Linked DNA regions of Sus scrofa: region 1 is linked to region 2. The links are chromatin contacts, called in public HiChIP or PLAC-seq maps. All regions are on one chromosome and are shown on one strand. The core of a region is the stretch at or near the end of the contact, and the rest is flanking DNA. Distances in the headings are between cores, read along the strand shown. Region 1 overlaps LOC106508433 (a long non-coding RNA gene). Region 2 overlaps ELL2 (RNA polymerase II elongation factor ELL2).

The links. HiChIP or PLAC-seq counts read pairs in DNA pulled down with a chosen protein or histone mark.
Region 1: a contact with region 2 is called in an H3K27ac HiChIP or PLAC-seq map of alveolar macrophages. The contact joins two enhancer-like sites. A contact is called at or near these places in 1 of 47 Hi-C or Micro-C datasets (epiblast stem cells) and 1 of 2 datasets of contacts at active chromatin or transcription factors (alveolar macrophages).

Annotation. Positions count from the first base shown.
Region 1 is chr2:102,923,744-102,929,745 of Sscrofa11.1, reverse strand. All of the region lies in intron 6 of LOC106508433 (a long non-coding RNA gene), which reads right to left. Among named protein-coding and RNA genes, the nearest start is that of PCSK1, 120 kb to the left of the region's middle. Within about 2 kb of position 4,650, at least 2 of the 83 cell types and tissues checked have an H3K27ac peak or open chromatin away from gene starts, as enhancers often do. A contact at or near this core is called in alveolar macrophages, where this site is marked.
Region 2 is chr2:102,565,717-102,571,853 of Sscrofa11.1, reverse strand. The region is part of intron 2 of ELL2 (RNA polymerase II elongation factor ELL2); the gene reads left to right. Among named protein-coding and RNA genes, the nearest start is that of ELL2, 23 kb to the left of the region's middle. Within about 2 kb of position 3,458, at least 10 of the 83 cell types and tissues checked have an H3K27ac peak or open chromatin away from gene starts, as enhancers often do. A contact at or near this core is called in alveolar macrophages, where this site is marked.

The DNA.
Region 1 (6,002 bases), core at 3,401-5,900, 360 kb before region 2:
AAATGTGGCATTGTACCACTCTTCCCTTGCTCCCTAAATAGTGTGACAAGGACCAAAGTCCAGCATGCCCCTTCCAAAATCGGCTTATCCTACTTGCACCCAAAAGCAGTAGTTCATTTTCATTACATCTCCATGGGGGGCATACAATTCAAAAGAGAGATTTAAAAAGTACTATTATGTAAAATGTGCCTATTCAAGATGACAATTCTTTTTCTTCCTGAAAAGAAAGTTATTTCATTATGCATTTGAGTCTCTTATTGGACATTTATATCTGTAGTTTGCCTGCCTCTGTATTCACCATAGAAACAGATGTAGGGAAGTATCTTTTCACTTTGTAGTGAATGTTCCACAAATAGAGAAACATAACATTAAGGAAGGTTTCCCTGTTAGCTGATGAAGCTTTCCTCTGGAGATGCTTGTGTGTCCAGCAGCCTTTGGCAAGGTGTCATGAATATGCAAATATGTTTATGCCTTGCTCTCCTTTTTTTGAAATCTTAAAGAAAGGTTAAAGAGATGGAGCATTTCAGTGCAGGATAACTCCAGGAGAGAAGGTCTCTATGCTGGCCATTACACAGAACTGTGTGCCTTCCTCTACCATGTTGAGTAGGAAGGGTCCTTCCAAAGCCTGTGTGACTAGAAATATTCAATGAGGAATTCCTGTCGTGCTGCAGTGGAAACGAATCTGACTAGGAACTATGAGGTTTCAGGTTTGATCCCTGGCCTCTCACAGTGGGTTAAGGATCTGGCATTGCCATATCTGTGGTGTAGGTCGCAGACTCAGCTTGGATCCTGCGTTGCTGTGGCTGTGGCAGAGACTAGCAGCTATAGCTCTGATTTGACCCCCAGCCTGGCCTGGAAATCTCCAAATGCCACATGTGCAGCCCTAAAAAGCGCACACACACACACTCAAAAGAAAGGAAAAAAGAAATATTCAATGAAAAGCTGAGAATATTGGCTGATGACTTAGTTTTTTAATTGGAAATATATTGCTTAGGCTTGGCCACTTGCAAAAATATTACAAGGTAAAATATTTTCAGACACCACAAAAAAATACTTGTTTATATTACTCCATCAGACACTGCAAAGGGATGTTTTTGGAGACTGGCAATTATCTCCTGTGCACAGCAATAAGTGTTCCTTCTCTGCAGATAGGGAAAAACAAGTCATATTTTTCTCAACTTCCCAGGCATTATGGTGAGAGCTGGTTCAACCAGATCTATGCCAGTTAAACAAAAGCAATCACTTAAAAACTGAAAGCAATGGGGTTCACAGAATTCCAGGAGAAAACTTCGAGGTAATCTATGTTGAAGAAGCATATTGCTAAATTTAAAACATGAACAAGAGGCCAGTTTTCTTCTCCTGGATTTCTTTCGTAGGTCTCTTCAAACCACTCGTGAGTAAGTATACAAAGGAGCTAGATACAGAAATGAAACAAACAAAAAGTAGGAAAGACATAACCTAAGTCAATGCATAAATACAGAGCAAGAATTCTCTAATTTTTTTAAGATTTTAATTTTTTCTATTACAGTTGATTTACAATGTTCTGTCAATTTCTGCTGTACAGCACAGTGATCCAATCACATATATATAAAATATATATTCTTTTTCTCACATTATCCTCCAACATGTTCTATCACAAGTGACTATATATAGTTCCCTGTGCTATACAGCAGGATCTCATTGCTTATCCACTCCAAATGCAATAGTTTGCATATACTAACCCCAACTCCCAGTCCATCCCACTCCCTCCCCCGCCCCCTTGGCAACCACAAGTCTGTTCTCCAATTTTTAAAGCTGTAGCCAGTTGAACATCTTATAGAACAGTGCAGTATGAAGACTGAGTCACTATGACTTGACTCAGTAAAGTGGGTATTTTAATAGAATAAAACTTAAAATAAAAATAATCTGACATTCACTTAAATTATGCATAAAGTATATGGTAATGATGCCCAGGCTTAAGAAATTCTAAATTCTATTTCAGCTTGGCCAAATTTAATGCTTCTGGAGTTCTCTGGAAGAAGAAGAAGTAACTGGATGGAACCTCGGAAGAGTAATGGATCCAGAACACCTGGGAATCTAAAGAACTGAGCCTGTCCACTTCTGGAAAATGGGACTCCAAGGTCAAATGTTCAAGAACTAAGAACCACAGACTCTCTCTCTTACCCCTCAATCACCTTTCCTCAAGGCTACCTTTTGCCCACCTCCTGAGGAGCATTCATATAACAGGTGTCCCTTAGAGATATTGTGGGTTTGATTCCTGAATACTGCAATAAAGTGAATATGCAATAAAGCAAGTCACATAAACTGGGTTTGTTTTTTTGTTTTGTTTTGTTTTTTGCTTTTTTTTTTTTTTGGTGTCTTAGAGTATATAAAACTTATGCTTACACTATACTGTAGCCTAGTAAGTGTGCAATAGCATTATATCTCTTAAAATGTACATACTTTGATTTTCAAAATACTTTATTGCTAAAAAATGGTAACCACCATCTGACAATGCAGGGTTGCCATAAACCTTCAGTATGTAAGAAACATGATATCTGTTAGGCACAATAACGTGAAGACCAATAGGAGGTCATATGCCTATATATTTATTCCCTGTGACCAATGACCTCTGGAATTGTGCAGCAGACAGAGATGTCTCCCAGCCAAAGAAAAATGTCAGGAGGGGTTGGATACCATTTGTTCCTCTGGTTACCTGCCCTGGTATACTTTAATCATTCATTCAAGCTTTTATTCAACAACCAATTATCCAATTTGTGGAGAATTCCATCAGTAGAGACTCAGTTTGAGATGTCAGACAACCCAAATCAAACTGGCTTAGTCAAAAAAGGAAATTTATTGTTTCACATAACTGAATAGTCCAGGAGTATACTGGCTTCAGGTGACTAGCTCATCATCAGAATCCCGTGTGTCTCTACCACTCCTTGACTCCACTTTCTCTGTGCTGACTTCTATTAGTAATTTGCAAATTATTTAGTGCTGTACCATCTACTAAAAGACAAAATTCTCCAGTTAATAACCATAATTTTCTCCTGCCTTTGTTATTAAGGTTAAATTTAACATAATCAACTTATGAGAACATTAATATTTTGGTCAGTAAGTAAATAAGTATTTTGAGGGATAAAAATGACCATACCCTTAAATGAAAGAGAGGCTATTTGGTCTGAATCAGAATCATGGGAGTGGAGCTTGAGCATTTTTAGCAACTCACTAGATGATACTTATGAGTAAAATCACTAGTCTGCATATTCAACAATAGCAATGAGAACTAGCTTGCCTAAATTTGTGGAAAGTTTAAAGGAGTTCAATAGTTATTACAATATTAAAAATTGTATCTAAATTACACTACTGTAAAACTTTTTAATTGATGGGGAAGTGGGGGGTGTCCTAAGAATGGATGTTTCAAGTTTTTCCAAAACACCTAGGACCCACAGAAGTCTCAAAGCTTTCCTTAAATTTCATACTCAATGTCTATTCCCACCTTCAGATAACTTCTATTCACATTAATTTTAAAGTAATATCCAGATAAAATTTGAAACCCCTGTTTTAACTATTGCAAATGTATTGGAATATTTTTGAAATTTTTTTTTTTTTCACAGCCGCACCTGTGGCATGTGCAAATTATTGGGCTATGGGTCAAGTCAGATCTGCAAATTGCAGGCCTACTCCACAGGCATGGCAACAATGGATCCAAGCCACATCTGCAAACTGCTGCAGCTTGCAGCAATACCAGATACTTAACCCACTGAGCGAGGCCAGGGATTGAATCCACATCCTCATGGACACTATGTGGGTTCTTAATCCACTGAGCCATAATGGGAACTCCCCTATTTTTAAAATATTAATATATGTTCCTGTTTTTCTCCCAGTGTTTCCTTCTTCCCCTCACTTCATTCAAACAGAGAAGATACCTAAGAGGAGGGGTGAAACAAGGCAAAAAGCAGAAAAGTGTAAGAGTCTGGTTTTGGTTTTCAAATGCTTAAAAATTTAAATAGAAAATATCTAGTGTTGGAGTTCCTGCCATGGCTCAGTGGTTAACAAATCCAACTAGGAACCATGAGGTTGAAGGTTTGAAGCCTGGCCTCGTTCAATGGGTTAAGGATCCGGCGTTGCTGTGGCTGTGGTGTAGGCTGGCGGCTACAGCTCCGATTTGACCCCTACCCTGGGAACCTCCATATGCCCTAGAAAAGACAAAAAGACAAAGAAAAAAAAGAAAAGAAAATATCTAGTGTAGAGGCAAAATATTGGAAGAAACAAGAAGATTCTACATTGATCACTTCTATTCACCACCCCCATCTCTCACACACACACACACATAAAAAACACTAGAAGCAAGTCCCCTAGTTGATGATAACAGTAGATATTTTGGAAGATTCTATAACAATGACACTATGGCATGATTCCTGGGAAGAAGGCATAACTGTGATGGACCTAAACAGATGAGAATATGGAAAGCTTAGAATATCCCATACTTACTCCCTTCCCCCGATAAAACTGGCACAGAAACAGTTAAAAAAAAAAAAATTCCTTAGCCCCACCTACCCACTTCCACCAAGAGTGCACTTGAAACGAGAGAGCCATGTGAATATAAACAGGATAATTTTGGACTGTCTTGCCTCAGCTGACTAAAATTCTGAGTCATCTGACATTCTGACATATGCTTTCTTCTGGGGGAAAAAAATGGGCTTGACAAAGATGGACTATCATATGGAGAGTGCAGAACCACAAAGCTGAGCCATTCCAGTCCAAAAGATAATGTGTATGTTTTACAAAAGGAAGGAAGAAGCAAGGGATTATGAAGTCTTGGTATCTATTCACAAGAATTTTTATATATCTTTTTGTTAGTTACCTATTGCTGCATAACAAATTATTTCAGAACTTAATGGCTTAATTTATAATGACTCTTTATTATCATAAAATTTCTGTGAGTCAAGGATTTGGGAGTGACTTACCTTGGCTCTTGGCAGAAGGGCCCAATTACTTTCCTCCAAAGAGCTGCTTGAGGATTCTTTCAACATGGTGGCAGCCTTCCCCCAGAAGGAGATTTAAGAGAAGACAAGGCAGAAGCCACAATGTGGCTTTTATGACAAAGTTTCAGAAGCTGTACACTGTCATTTGTTCTAGGATCCCACTGGTTACACAGGTCAGGCCTACTGATTGTGGGAGAGGATTATCCCAGGTCAAGAATACTGTAAGTTATGGCTCATTAGACACAGTCTTTGAGGCTTGCTACCACAACTTGCTACTTTGTTATTATTTCCACCAGAGAATAAAAGATGCTTGCCCCAAATAAGAAAGAAAATATCCTATTTAAATGTCATCCTCATCAATCATCTCAGACATAAAAAAGGAAGGCAGTGCACCTCACTTTCAAAAGGAAGTAGTGGGAGTTCCCATTGTGGCGCAGCAGAAACAAATCCAACCAGTAACCATGATGTTGCTGGTTCCATCCCTACCTTGCTCAGTGGGTTTAAGGATCTGGCATTGTCATGAACCCTGGTGCAGGTGGCAGGCACAGCTCGGATCCTGTGTTGCTGTGTCTGTGATGTAGTCCAGCAGCTGTAGGTCTGATTTGACCCCTAGCCTGGGAACCTCCATAGGTGCAGACCTAAAAAAAGAAAAAAAAAAAAAAAACTCACAAAAAAACCAAAGGAAGTAGTGAGTGGGTTGTGCCTTTTGAACTTGACTCTGAATAAATTTCTCTTTGCCTGTTTCCCAAAGACAAGATGTCAGGTAGCTATGGGAAGCTTTTGCTTAGACCAAAGAAATAAAAATGAAACCTTGTAAGTAAATAAATGAGAAAAAGCATGGATAATATCTGATTTTTATTTAATTTTATTTTGAATGTAAAATGAAAGGGGCATTGCTATAAAAACTCTTCAGATGAATATCTATTTCTTAAAACCCTGAAACTTTCACTCATTGCTTTATGAAAATAGCCAACTAACTTAGAACCTGGCAAAGAGAATAGAGTTTTTCCTAATTTTTGTCCAAGAGTTCCC
Region 2 (6,137 bases), core at 2,209-4,708:
AGGGATACTTGGCCCTACCTTGCTTTTTCTGGGTTCTGTCTCCTCCATCCCTCCACCCCCCACCGCAGTCCCCTTTTTATTATTCTAACTGGGAACAAAATATATGGACTCAGCATTGTTTCTGAGTCTGCAGCTGCATTCCATCCACCCCTCCCCCCCCACTTCTCTTTGCAGAGCTCTCACCAGCCCTTTGGGACTTAGTAAAAACAAAGAGTCATTACAGGGGAGAGAGTGGGTTGGCACAGCCCACAGGGAATACACAGAGCCACAAATGTGAGGGTCTTCTGTACAGTGTTCTTCTGTTTTTCTTGAGAGCCACGATAATTTAACATTGCCTATGCCAATGGCATTGGAAACTCTGAAGATGTATACTGACAGCTTTCATATATGGAAATTTTTTAGGACTCTAAATTGGAAGGTTTAAATTAAGGTTTCCCAAAGGATAGTTTTTCTTAATGAGAAATTTTAGTTGTCTTTTAATACAATATTTCAGGCACTTTGAAAAAGTTTTCCTAGAAAGAATTTCGCAAATATATCAAATTTACATCAAATGTGATTAACTATCATGATAGTATCCTGAGTAGGCATATTTGAAATATAACTGAAGTATTATTAAAATACCATTTTAAAAGTGAACATTCATTGTTAAGATTATTTCCAGCTTCTCTGATGCCAAGCACTGCATGGTTATGCTGTTCCTTGTTACTAATTATAAGATTTTTTTTCCCCTCAGTAATGTCTTTAGAAGGTCAGAATTTGGGTCTTGGCAGGTTAGCTTTTAAGCGTATCCACTTTTGTGCCCAAACATCTTTGACATTTTCTTCTTAAAAAAAAAAAAAATGCAGACTGGAATATTGAACAAAAGTATAACAATATGCTATAAAAGAGTAAAAATTCTGAGAATCATTGACTATCTGAATTTTTATCACAGTTTGGGCAGCAGCTTTTATAAAATAATGCAAGATTGGTCTTTCACACTTCATCTGACTCTTAGTGGAAGAGAGGGTACTTAGGAAATTGAATGGTCATTGACATATCTATGGGAACTGTTGATTGTGTTTTCTAAACCATGAATATCAGAAGCTGACGAAATCAGCCAAAGATACCTTGTTGAACTATTATTTATTTATTTTTTGGGTCTATGCCTGCAGCATGTGGAAGTTCCCTAGGCCAGGGATTGAACCCATGCCACAGCAGGGACCCACGCCGCTGCAGTGACAACACCATAGCCTTATTAACCCACTGTGCCACAAGGAAACTCCAACCTTATTGAATTTTTTTATTTTTTGCTTTTTAGGACCAAACCTGCCTATGGAGGTTCCCAGCCTAGGGGTCTAATCAGAGATACAGCTGCCGGCCTATGCCATAGCCACGGTGAACGCCCGTTCTGAGCCGCATCTGTGACCTACACCACAAATCATGGCAACGCCAGATCCTTAATCCACTGATCAAGGCCAGGGATTGAACCCACAACCTCATGGTTCCTAGTCAGATTCGTTTCCGCTGTGTCATGATGGGAACTCTTACCATGTTGAATTTGAAGAGTATGGCTCAACCAGTTACCTCACAGTCCTCTAATCCATACCTAGGATACTCATAACTAAAGTTTTCCTAGGATTATACATTTTTATAAACCATTCCAATTGAATAGAAAAAGTCTCTGGTAAGATTCACATGGCTACAGTGTTGAGGTGCTCAAGTCATAGCATTCAGAGGGGTATATTGGTATAATACACCTGGTTTCCAAAAGCTGCATGTTTATTGTCAAGTACACTTTATACAAATCAGGTTAGTTCTGTCTCTTATATTCTAACTGGGTACTGAGAATGTGGCAGGTGAAAAATTTCCACAAATGTGTACTCCAGTAAAGTTTTAAAAAGCTAATTACTGTGTATTTTTATGTTTGTTGAAAGTTTCCTGTCTAAAGACACACAGCTCTGATGGAGACAGAGCTGTAACTACTGTCTAGGTCCTGACACTACCAGGGAAAAATTTCCCCACTGTACTGCACAGTTCTGAAAGGAGAAGGTGCTGGAAGCAAGTTAACTCAGTATTTTCAGTCATGGCAGCTGTTATTGATGTAATTATCTACTAACATAATTATTCAATAAACTATAAACAGATACCTAACCAGTAGATGTGCTAATAGGTTTATTGTTCTGTTTCTTACTTGTTACATAAACATTCTTTCAGCCTTTATTGGTGCCAAGTACTTTGCTGAGTGCTTAGTGTGCAAAGACATGGGGACAGTAAGATATGGGCTCTGCCCTCAGAGAGCTCCAAATCTGACAAACACGTATAGACTAATACTCAGGAAAGAAATAATAATGTAGGACTTATCCAGACCCCTCCTCTCAGAACATCCATGGAAACAGGGGACTCTCAGGATCAAGGCTTATGTTTTTCTGCTTGATATAAATCAGCTTTTTAAACAAAGGTTTCAGTAGAGGCAAAATATATCCTGGACATAGGCATGTAAAATTACAGAAGGCTACACAAAAAGGTAGATATGTGGTATGATTATAATTCACATAAAATCTGATGTGGCAAGGTTTTCAATAGCAAATAATGGCCACATCTGTTGGCCTGTGGTGGGCTTGCAAAGTAGACTTGGCTGGGACTTCAGGGACTCATGTCCAGGGAATGATTGTCCCAGGGCAGTGAGAAATAATGTTAACTTTGTCACAGTAAATAGGTTTCCAGACTTCAGTATTATTAACTCAATATTTGTTATGAGAATGTTGTTCCAAAATTCTAATTGAATAGCAATTACTTCAGACTCAGCCATCCAAGAGGCTTTAGAAAATAGAAGTTCATTTTGCATATGTAATTTAGAAGTTAACCTTAAAATGAAGACTGAAAATAGAAAATATTTTCTATAAGTACCATGTCGTGTCTCCTGTAAAATACTGAGTCACACCCTTTTCCAAGAATGAGCAAGGAACAGCCAGCCAAACAAGTTTTAAATGTATGCCTTCCAAAAAGGCACAGTGACCTTCTGAAAATGAAATCAGCATTTAACTAACTTTAAAGTCTGAAATAATATTATAAAATGTTGGCAGTAGATACATCAACTCTAAAGGAGAGAGAGCTGGATTTTTCTTTTTTTCTTTTTTTCCTTAACTTCCAAACTTAGCAAAGCATTCAGAAATATTTTGTTAATTATTCATTTTTCTTTGGGTGGGGGCTGGGGAGAAGACTGGGATTGAAATACTAAATTATACAGTATTTGAAATTAGTAGGCAATTTCAACTCACCTACAAATACTTCCCGCAGACTACCCTTCTCTAATCTACTTGATACCTGGGAAGCAAAGATAACTATCAGCTTGAAACAGCATTGGAGATAAAAATAAATCCCCAACACTGCCATTCCTTCTTAGATGATATGCCTGCACTCTGCTTTCCCCTGCTGTTTTTGGTTTGGCTAATCCACTGGTTTTGCCAATGGTTGTGTTTAGTCAGTCTGCTCAAAGGTTGCTGACTAACAGCTACTTTTATACACTCAGCTCTGAATGTAGTTAATACTAGAAGGGTGTTAAATACTTTTGTAATGGCAGTTCTGTTTTAACTTTTCCAATATTCTACTGGTTGGCATATGTAGATAACATTTTGATATTTGCATTGAATTCTAATCTTTTAACCACATGAATAGTAAGGTATTCAATAGTAAATTGCCCAATTTGAAAGAAATATTTAACTTTGATATATATCAAAGCTTGTATTATAAAATTTTATGTATGATATGTAGTATATAACTTCCATAATTATACACACACACACACATATATATATTTGTGAAGTGTCATATTTGGCCAGGGATATGGACTCACATTCTGGAAACTGCTATTATCTCAAATAGTAATTGAATCATAGTTTGAAGCTATTGTAAATTGACCAACTTCTCTATTTTATGTTGCTACACACCTCTGCTCTCCTTTCGTTTCTGAAAAAGAACTACCTGTGGGGGTTTCTAAATCAGGAAAACAAAAAGCTAAATTCATATCATGGCCAGGTACCACTACAGCTACTGGTGACATAAAGTAGGTCTGGCCTACCCCTGGCCCTCAAGAGTGCAAAATGGTGAGGGTGGGAGGGAAACTTGTGTTTTTCTGGTGGCTGAGGAAACTATTTCATAGTACACTGCAAAGGCTTCAGTGTGGGCTACAGCAGGACAAGCCTCTCAAAACACATGATCACAAAGGAGTTGAAGACAAAACCATCCTGCTCTGTCCTTCACCCAACTGCAGTCACTTTGGAAAGCAGCTCTTGGAACTATGATTGAAATCTGAACTTGCTATAAATACTACAGATTACATTCTTAGCAGTCAGTTAAGCTTCCTTTCTTCATTCAACAAGCATTAATGAATATTTGCTGTGTACCAGGACCACGGTAGACAGTGTGTAGACAAAGGTAAATAGGACCTTGAAATACCAGCTCTTGTTCTTGAAACCATCCATCAATAAAATCTGCCACTGAAGACTTCGCCTTTTTGTTTTCCCACCCAAAACTGAAGCTTTTAACATTCAGTTATCTGTTATAGACATTGTCACTTTTTAATTTTTTTGAGAAGACAGTTTAGTGTAATTTTTGATACTTAATTGTCACTTTAATAATATTCATTTATTTAAGCCTGGAAAATAGTGATCTTTAACCATTCTATAACACCTGTGGTTCTTAAAACTAACTCACCCCTAAATTTGAACCACAAGCATTATTTAAATATCTTTTGACCTCTTTCTATGTGCAAGACCCTATTCTTATTAAAAGAAAAGTCAAAGTTTAAAGCAGGAAAAAAAAAATTTAGCAGAATATGTGCAAACCCTAGATCTTATTTCAAACAATATTTAACACAACAACAACAAATTACTATTATGTCATTGATTCCAAGTTTTCATGTTTTCTTCTTTTAACATCTTTAGGAATGAGATGAATCTCATTATCAACAGCATCTTAGTATTATGTCATAGTTTGTCAGCATTTTATATTATACAGTGGTACATAAAATCACAAAGTACCCTTGCTGGCATCTTTGATTCAGTAAGTACAGCAATGCAGTGGATGTGTTTACAAAGTTCCTATATTCTACAATAAGATTTTATCTAATTAGAATCTTTTCAAAAGTTTTCTTTCCTGACCCCACCCTTGACTGGTTTGCTTGTTAGCTCCATATATTACATAATCTGGAGAATTTACAGGGAAGGTATATTTTTGTAACCATTCTTGAATTGTAATTTAAACTGGAAAAGGAACAAGAATATGAAATTAAATTGTTCTTAAATTCTTTTTAGGCTAAAAACCTTATAAAAGTAACTTCTTTTGAAAATAAGTTTAGAAGAGTTTTACTGACTTAAAGAAATGACTTAAAGACTTTTATGGGAGTTCCCGTCATGGCTCAGTGGTTAACGAATCCGACTAAGAACCATGAGGTTGCGGGTTCGATCCCTCGCCTTGCTCTGTGGGTTAAGGATCTGGCGTTGCTGTGAGCTGTGGTGTGGGCTGCAGACTCGGCTTGGATCTGGCTCAGATCTGGCGTTGCTGTGGCTGTGGTATAGGCCGGTGGCTACAGCTCTGATTCGACCTCTACCCTGGGAACCTCCATATGCCATGGAAGTGGCCCAAGAAATGGCAAAAAAAAAAAAAGAAAAAGACTTATGAAAAGCCCATAGACATGTTTTGAGGCTAATGAACTTGCCCTTGTCAGGTGAGTGATTATCAAATCTAACTAGTCTTATAATTTAAATGTACACTTTTTTTTTTTTTTTTTTTTTTTTGGTCTTTTTGCCATTTCTTGGGCCACTCCCAAGGCATATGGAGGTTCCCAGGCTAGGGGTCGAATCGGAGCTGTAACTGCCGGCCTACACCACAGCCACAGCAATGCCAGATCCGAGCTGCATCTGCAACCTACACCACAGCTCATGACAATGATGGATCCTTAACCAACTGAGCAAAGCCAGGGATCGAACCTGCAACCTCATGGTTCCTAGTCGGATTCGTTAACCACTGAGCCACGACGGGAACTCCCACAGTTATCTATTCTATTTTGTTTATAGATTCCAGTTAATTTTAATAATCATAGCTAGAATGCATTGAATATTTATTACATGCTAAGACTCCTATACTAAGCACTTTACATA